Regions from separate parts of the Gossypium hirsutum genome. Here region 2 is linked to region 1. A link is a contact called in public Hi-C data. All regions are on one chromosome and are shown on one strand. The core of a region is the stretch at or near the end of the contact, and the rest is flanking DNA. Distances in the headings are between cores, read along the strand shown. Region 1 holds the start of LOC107918275. Region 2 holds the start of LOC107920188 (transmembrane emp24 domain-containing protein p24delta9).

Region 1 (4,279 bases), core at 691-3,190:
CTGCTTCATCTTCAACCCTTCTCCAATCTTTCAATCCTTCAGCTGACATTGCCAGTCCAATGCTTCTCCTCCCATCAGCACCAACACCTTCATATGCCATCACATAGTTTCTATCTTTCTTGTTCTTAACTACATAGGGATTCATTGCTCCAAGTTCATCAAAGCATCCCTTTGGCCCACCTCCCATTATCTTCCCTAGCTTTATCCATTTCATCCCATCTCTTGACCTTGCCATCCCAATAGAAAAAACCCCATTTCCCACGTCGAATGAGTGATAGTACATTCTTAGATCACCATTCCCATGGAAAACAACTTGTGGTGATGATATGAACAATGAATCCCAATCTCCCTCGGACCCTACATCAAACAATGCTCCACTATGATGCTCCCCTTCAATCCTAGCCCAATGCCTTCCATCTTGACTGATTGCCAAACCTGGTAAAGACCTCAACACTTCCCCAGTTTGGCTACTTTGATTTTCAGGGTTTTGCACTTTGAATCCTAAAGAATCAGCTGAAATATCCACCTTCTCATTGCTGTAGCCAGTGTAGTAAAGCCAATAAACAGCACTTGAGGCTCTCACTTTAGCACTAGACATGATGACTACCTCACCAGGCCTAATGCTCTGTGTGTCAAAAGCCCACCAATCATTGCCACAACTCATGACCAAACCAACATCTGCACTTGATTTCACTGCACCTTTACCTCTCTCCCAATGGACCCCATTGCTTGAAACTGCTAACCCTATGGAATCTGAACCTTGGGAATCAGTGGAAACTCCATGGTACCACATATACCATCTTTCTTCCTCATCACTAAGGAACCTTTTAACCACTGGTGAACCAATATCTGTGCAGTCCCAAGAACCAACAGGACCCAAATCAAGCACCAAACCTCTAGAAAGAGCAGAAGGGGGATTTGAAGAAGAGGGGATTTCCTCATCTGAAACAGCGCTTGATGGGTTCTCAGTGGTTAGACTGGGATTCGGTTCAAAGGTTGGATTTTGGGCAGTTTCGTTGTTAGTGTCAGTGTTTGGTTTTCTGGAACAGCGAGGGAGACAAATTGAGCTGAATCTGGTGTTGGGATTTGGGGCATAAAAGGTAAGCATGTTGAGTTTGGTCTGTGACCATGGTGAGGCCACTGTAATAGAAACAGTTGCTCTGGGGACGGTGGAAGTTGCAGGGAAGTTAATGGCTTTCATCGTAGCTGATACAGCTTCCATGGCTGGGGGAATTGTTAAAAAGATTAGGTGAGCTGTACCTTGTTGGATTACCAACCAATTACAATACCACACGTTGAATTAGCTCTCGATAGAGACAAAAAAAAAAGGGGAAGGCTTTGGTGTTTGGTCTTGACACACATTGAAGACAGGAGGGCTTGTCTTTGTTGTTTTCATAAGTGAAGAAGAAACTAATTTCCAAAGGTAAAGTCACTTCCCACATTAGTATTGGGGTTTTGGAATTTCGACCATTGCCTTCCTTTTGCCCCTTCTTTTTTCTCCTTCAGAACATGAACAGTTAAAGTTTGCCTCAGTTCTTTTAGTAAAATCTAAGATCTAAAGAGGAGATTATTTACTCTCATCTAAAGAAACATATTGGGTTTTGAGCCAAATCTTCTTTTAGTTTTGAGCCAAATCTTCTTTTAGGTTTACTTTCCCTTTTTCAATCTTTCGGCCAGTATAAGCAAAACTACGGTTTCGTTTTCAAACTACAAAAGTAAAAGATGATGCTCGATCAATAACCAATGGTGGAAATAAAGACATGTTCAACAAGTTTTCATCTGCCAAGTAATGTCTATATATAACACTACTTAACATAAAAGAAATGTCTCTAAGTCACAAGCAATATCATTGTCTCAGAGAACTATAGCTAATGATAAAAAGGGAACGGAATCTGATATGCAGTGATGAACCTCAATCTCACAAATCTTATACAGGAAAAAAAAAAGCAAGCTTATTTACAGAAAAACCACACAGAATAAGGTAACTTCACAGTTCAATGAGATATATTGCAGTTCTATCAAAATCTTCTAGAGAAATTTGGGTAGAAAATAAAAATCCCTGTAAGAGCTATTACTCAGTATACCTATCTACCACTTTAAGACCCCAACTAATGTCTTCACAATGTCTAACATGTGGAACAACTTTACCTGTGTCGATACCCTCCTTAGCTTTGCAGTCATAAAATGGTGGAGCATGGAAACAAGGCTCCATTGACATGGCACGTTGACAAGGTGGATTTGGGCTCGTTTGATTTTCGGATTTGTAAAGGATCCATGGCTTCAAACCTCCAAGACCCTGAGCTACGTACCCGAATGTAGACCATGCACTTGTGACTAACACATCAGTTAAACTAAGCAGATACATTTCAGCCAAAGCCTTCATGTTGTGCAATGGCTTTTCACTCCGCTGTTGTTCTTCATGACTTGGCTGATGAACCCCAATTATATCACCGGTCACCGTAGGGTGTTCCCAGTAAATGTTCTTCATGTTCTCATAGTATCCATAAACCAGAGAAGTCATCAAGACAGCTTTCACCTTCGGGTTTTTTGACGGATTCACAGCCAATCGTCTAGTATCCACTTCAGGCAACAACTTCTCTCCTATAGTACAAGCTGAAATTTGATCCTTCACGTATTGGTACGGGCCAGGTCCTTTATCGAAAATCCTTACCTGGATGCCAATCCTCTCATCTGCCCTGGCCAAGTATGCTTTATAATACCTTGTGACTATTCCCCACACATGATTTGAAGGGTGAAAAAGATACCTACCCAAGTGATGAAATATGGTTTCCTTGTTGGGAAACAGCTTCTTCAGTTCATCCTCAAATGATGGCATCAAAAAGAGGGATGGAACAAAATAGTTGTCTGTTTTAACAACCAACCAAGTGAACCTTTTTAACAGAGCTTGATCATCATCACAAAAGAACAGCTTATCATGATCATCATAATCATGAGCCAGATGCAGATACACATATGATGGCAATGATCCCATTGAAGCCTTTATCATGTTATTCTTAAGCAAGTTCCCATAGGATTCAGCAGACTTTTGATCAAAGCTATTGAACATTTTAGCAATCGGGAAATTCATGGGCAAAAACCATGATCTCTCTGGGAATGGCTCGCAGAACAAACTGGCCATATCGTTCCCTCGGTCCACAAGCAACACTCTTTCGGTTAAAAGAGCATAGAGAAACACTGAAGCCAGAGTCAAAATCCTGTTCCCCAACCCACTGTACCATACCCAGACAACATATTTACAGTCTGTCGTGCCAACGACATTGCTGCCGGACTTGAGTTGTTCCACTGCTTTATTGTAGGACGGAGTGTTGGGTCCGCAACGTTTATGAAGGTCCTCATATTTTCTTAGCTTAGAAACAAGGTATGGAGATGGCTTGTAAGGTAAAGCTTTGCGATATAAAATCGACTGGTATCGACTTAAACATGATTGTCCATCGAACCCATCAGCAAGCAGTCCTCCAAGCAGTTTGTCTTCAGCAATGTCAACATGTTGGAGGACATCAACTTCTGAACCAAAGATATTAAATTCAGACATGCTAATAAAATCCATACATTCCTGCAATATCACTCACTAATCACAACCAATTGATTTTCTTTGTTTTTCTGTAACATCATCTATTCACTAATATACTAAAGAAATTCTTTAAATTATTACACTTGTTAACACTGAATAGGACTATTATTTTTAAATGTTATTCATGAAAATCCTTAATCCTAACTAAAACAAAATTACTCATACATGACATTGCTAACATTTATTCATTTATACATCATATTGCCTTATTTTCGTTTAAGTTGTAAACGAACATACCCTTCTATGAATAGTTATATTCGTTTATCAAGTTAGATAAATGACCATAAGCAAGATTTTAAAGCTCGTTTATTAAATAAACCAAGCATGAAAAGGACATTATTCACTTGATCTATGTTCATAAATGAATTCATTTCTTTTTGTTTAAAGCTCGTTCAAAACTCGTTTATTATTCAATTATATAATTAATATTGATATTGTTTGTATGTTCTTTTTATCCGGTAAAAATGAACTAATGTTTATTTTATTTTTATATTATAATCAGTAATATTTATAAATATGTTTATGTATTATTCATGAATAAATTTTAATTTTTTGTATGTTGGTGAACATGTTTTTTGAATACTAATGACAAACACAAACATAATCTTAAAATTCTTAAGAAACATAAAACCAAACACAAAGAAGCTTAATAAAAACAAACATGAATAGAGGCAGGATAGTTCAAGC
Region 2 (4,279 bases), core at 844-3,343, 160 kb after region 1:
CGATAGCAGCCTCATGTGGGGTCGTCTTGGCCTTCTATGACGACATTACCTACTTTTTTCCTCCTCCAGAAGTAGATATGGCTTACCATGAAGTCTAAATCATGTTATGTAATCTAGAGAGGTCGCCAAATCCGGTGGGAGAATTGGTTCGTGTATAGGTAAGAAACTATACCTATGTTCCCAAATGTAGATATATTTGACATGGAATTTAGGTTTATCTTCATTGATTCCCCTTCCTTCCGCGCAAATCGGTCTTGTGAAGTTCATTGAGCTATTGGGGTGAAGGCAAAATATTTTGCTTAGACACAAACTGGCGCATCACTTGATGTGATTCATGCATCTCGACCATTGCAAAAACTATCAATGACACTTTGATGTGCCAAATTTTGCGATTTGTCAAAAATTTGGCCGAGATGCATTCTTGAATTCTTGAATCAGAGTATGACATTCATTCAAACTATAGTATGAAATTATAAATTCTATTATGTACTTAATATTAAATTTCAAATCCTTACGTAAATATTATATAATTGAAAATTTCAAAAGTTAACATCGATTTATGATTGTTGATCTAGTAATAACCGAATATCTTCGAGCTTGTCTGGTATACCCACATGACTCGTGTTATTGTTTCACCTATTCAAATAATATGTTATTTCAAAAAAATAATAATGAAAAAAAATATTATGATAACTATATTATTAAATGAATTTTGTCGTATTACAAGTGGGAATTCATAAGGGGCGTTTACTTGGCGATGTAAAAATGGTAGGCGGTACCATGCCCATAACTGAAGGAGTATGCGACCATCAATTTTAATTTTTTGTGCTTTCGTTGCCCGATACATTTCTCGGTACCATGTTGCCAACACAACTGATCCTTAACCGAGTCACCTCGCTTTTTTTAGGTCGACTAGTTGTAGGAGCCACCTTAAATTTACCAGATGTTGAGATTTATTTGGCATTAGAAGACCTTTGATTAACTTCAGGATGAATACTCGCGTGTATTGTTGTCTTTCAACGACACCAGCAGAGTTGTCAATATAATTAAAATTGTCTTCTAACCATTTTATCTCTATCCGACTACCACTCAACTTGTCCAATACCTTGCCTAAGTGTGGGTTTGGACGGACGGTGCGGTGCGTTTAGCTTACTTTTTGTCTTACGCTACAATATCTAATCTCATCGCCACAACTATTTTTACACTAACTGCAGGTAAACGTATCGTCCATCCAAACCCACCCTAATAATTGGTCATAAATTGCGTTCCAATCACCAATGCCCACTAACCCCATAATGATTGCCCCATCAACTAGTAAATCGAGTTGAAATACTACATCCTTGAATGTAATTGTACACTCACCGTACGGAAGATGAAATGTGTGTGTCTAGGGTCTCCATCTTTCCACCAAAGAGTTGATAAGTGTGGGATCCAATTTAGTCCCCCTCGCATACGAGACACATGCAAGAATCTCGCCTCTTGTAAGTGTTGTTTAATAACGCGCGATGCCCTCGCATTTAAATTGTGTATGTACGTCTCGATAATATAATCGTCAGTCTGGTTATATTAATATAAAAAATTATAAAATTAATAATGTTAACAACTTAATAATTATATTAATTAAAATTAAAAAAATAAATAATATTTTCTTGCCATTTGCTATTGGACGCTGGAAATGTGTTTGCCATCTAAATGTATAAGTGGCATTAACATTTTAAAAATTATAAAAATAAAATAAAATCAAAAAATTACGAAATATAAAATTAAGACAATAAAAATTTGAGAAAAATTGAATGAAAAAATGATAATAAAATAGTTGAGAGAATAGAATTTGAATGCAAAAGAAGAAAATGGAAGTATGAAATAAATTAGCTGTTATATTAAAAGTTATTGTTCGATGAAAACATGTACAACAAAATGTGTTTTCTGTTTTTCGCTCCAAAATTAATTAATTTCCCTAAATTTATTAAAAAACCTAATTTCTTAATTAATTATGGAAACGGACTGTCTAACTAATTTAACCCTGAATTATTATTACTATTATTGAAAAAATAAAGACAAAACAGTGAAATACAGATCCAATGTTGTGCGTATCTGTATAAAACGTGCTGTTACGTTAAGACAGATCTGGGATTTTAGGACATCAAACAGCCTAATCGTATCTAAAAGTCTCCACAGTTACGTGTCTCTTCCAATCCCATCCCACCGCGTGTCTTTATTAATTTTGACCTCTATTTATTACTATTAGCACTACTATTATTATTAATTTTATTTTTCCTCCCCAATCTCTTCTTCTTTTTGCATCCACTGATTTTGCGTTCTTTGTTTTGTGGAATCAAAGCTTCGCCGTTGACCATGATTCTCCGGTCAGTATTGGTCTTGGTTCTGTTGGTGGGGGTTTTATTCCGTGCATCGCAATCTTTGCGTTTCGATCTGCAATCGGGACAAACTAAATGCATCGCCGAAGACATCAAGAGCAATTCAATGACTGTCGGAAAGTACCACGTTGTTAAACCTAACGAAGATCATCCTTTGCCCGATTCTCACAAGCTCACCGTCAGGGTACTCTTAAAAAAAACCCAACCTTTTTCTATCTAATTTTGTGTTTTGAGTTTTGGGAGTGATTTAAGATGTTTTGGGGCTGTAAATTCTTGTAGGTAACGTCTTCGTATGGGAATAATTTTCACTCGGCAGAAAAGGTGGAGAATGGGCAGTTTGCATTCACGGCGACGGAGCAAGGTGATTACATGGCTTGCTTTTGGGCGCCGGAGCATTCGCCGCCGATCACGGTCACCGTTGATTTCGATTGGAGGACTGGAGTCCACACCAAGGACTGGACTAACGTTGCCAAGAAAGGCCAAGTCGATGTAAGTATTATAATCCCTTCCCACGAATATGTTGCTTTAAGGGGGGGGGGTTGGCTGGTGAAGGGACCATAATTGTTGCATCTACAATACATATAGTTGAGTTGTTCTTTGTAACAATGATTCAATTTAGAGTGCTTGTAGTTCTAAGCGTTGAAAGCTACGTAGATTTATTGTAATGATCATTAGGATCATCTTGGTTGATTGGAATTACTTGGAAAAAGATTTAAACCCTAGTTGCTTAGTGCTAAGCTAAAGGGTCTCTCGGTCTCGGTGTTCCATAGAAAATTACTGCTTTTTCTTTAGTGTTCAAGGCTTGTTATGTTCTTTTTTTACATCAGATCCATCATGTTCACTTATCATGAGATGTTGGTTATGAAGTTCACTAGGCCGATTTATGTGACTTTGGCCTTTTCTATGAACAAAAACTTCCTTGCTTGCGGTTCAATCTTTGGAGCTACGGATTGGGTTTTTGTAAATTAGATGGACACTCTCTTACATGGTCGTTTCTGCAGCTGTTGATTTGCCCACTTACTAAGCAAAACAGTCTGAGAATATAGTTTAATATGTATAAGATCCTGATGCTTAACCCAGATACAATTAATGTAACATTAACCTTTTATCTCTCCTTAGTGCTAAAGCAGTTGTCTCTCTTTTCATTCTAATTAGTAAACCCTAGATAGCAAACACCAACCCACTATCACTCTTCTAGAACAATTAGGCATGCTAGGTTTTTTGCATTCCTATTGTTTTCATACCTTTAGGAGTACCTACCTGCCTGCCTTTGGAACATTGATGCTCGGATTCTTTATTGTCATCAATAGGTATGAGAAACACTTCACAAAAATTGCCATACTCATTTCAAACACATACCTCAAGTCTGTGTAACATAATTGGTGCTTATGTTCTAATCCCTTACCTGAATCCTAGATGGAAAAAAGAAAAACCTTATTGTTTCTCTCTTTTATTTCTATTGTAAATACCAGGCGATGGAACTTGAGCTGAAGAATCTGTATGATACCATTCAATCCATTCATGAGGAAATGTTTTATTTGCGTGAGAGGTAAGGAAACATCTTATCCATCGTCGTTGTTGCATAGCTCTTCCTCTTGAAGGAATCTTATTTCTTCACTCACTGTTTTGGGTTCTGCATATGATTCTTTTTGTGTGTGTGTGTGTGTGTGTTCCAGAGAAGAAGAAATGCAGGAACTGAACAAAGCTACAACCTCCAAAATGTTCTGGTTGTCGTTCCTCTCACTGTTTCTTTGCCTATCAGTAGCGGGATTACAATTTTGGCATTTGAAAACTTTCTTCGAGAAGAAGAAGCTTATTTAAGTTTGTAAGACCATAGGTTTTTTTCCCTGTACTGTTGCAAAATATTTTGACAAAAATAATTTTCTAGGTCTCATAGCTGG

Evidence for each region. Hi-C and Micro-C count contacts between places; a contact is called where the count stands out from the background.
Region 2: a contact with region 1 is called in a Hi-C map of leaf, with 2.2 times the contacts expected there. The contact joins the promoter of LOC107920188 here to the promoter of LOC107918275 in region 1. A contact is called at or near these places in 3 of 34 Hi-C or Micro-C datasets (callus and leaf).

The regions. Positions count from the first base shown.
Region 1 is chrD13:14,822,726-14,827,004 of Gossypium_hirsutum_v2.1, forward strand. It overlaps LOC107918275, which reads right to left and starts at 1,941. Exons shown (of 1, transcript XM_016847797.2): 1 at 1-1,941. The coding sequence starts at 1,222. LOC107918274 (galactoside 2-alpha-L-fucosyltransferase) reads right to left here. Exons shown (of 2, transcript XM_016847796.2): 2 at 1,870-3,525. The coding sequence ends at 2,072.
Region 2 is chrD13:14,982,332-14,986,610 of Gossypium_hirsutum_v2.1, forward strand. LOC107920188 (transmembrane emp24 domain-containing protein p24delta9) reads left to right here and starts at 2,094. Exons shown (of 4, transcript XM_016849749.2): 1 at 2,094-2,562; 2 at 2,658-2,867; 3 at 3,851-3,927; 4 at 4,055-4,279. The coding sequence starts at 2,356. The coding sequence ends at 4,199. It overlaps LOC107920187 (integrin-linked protein kinase 1), which reads right to left. Exons shown (of 11, transcript XM_041108774.1): 11 at 4,225-4,279.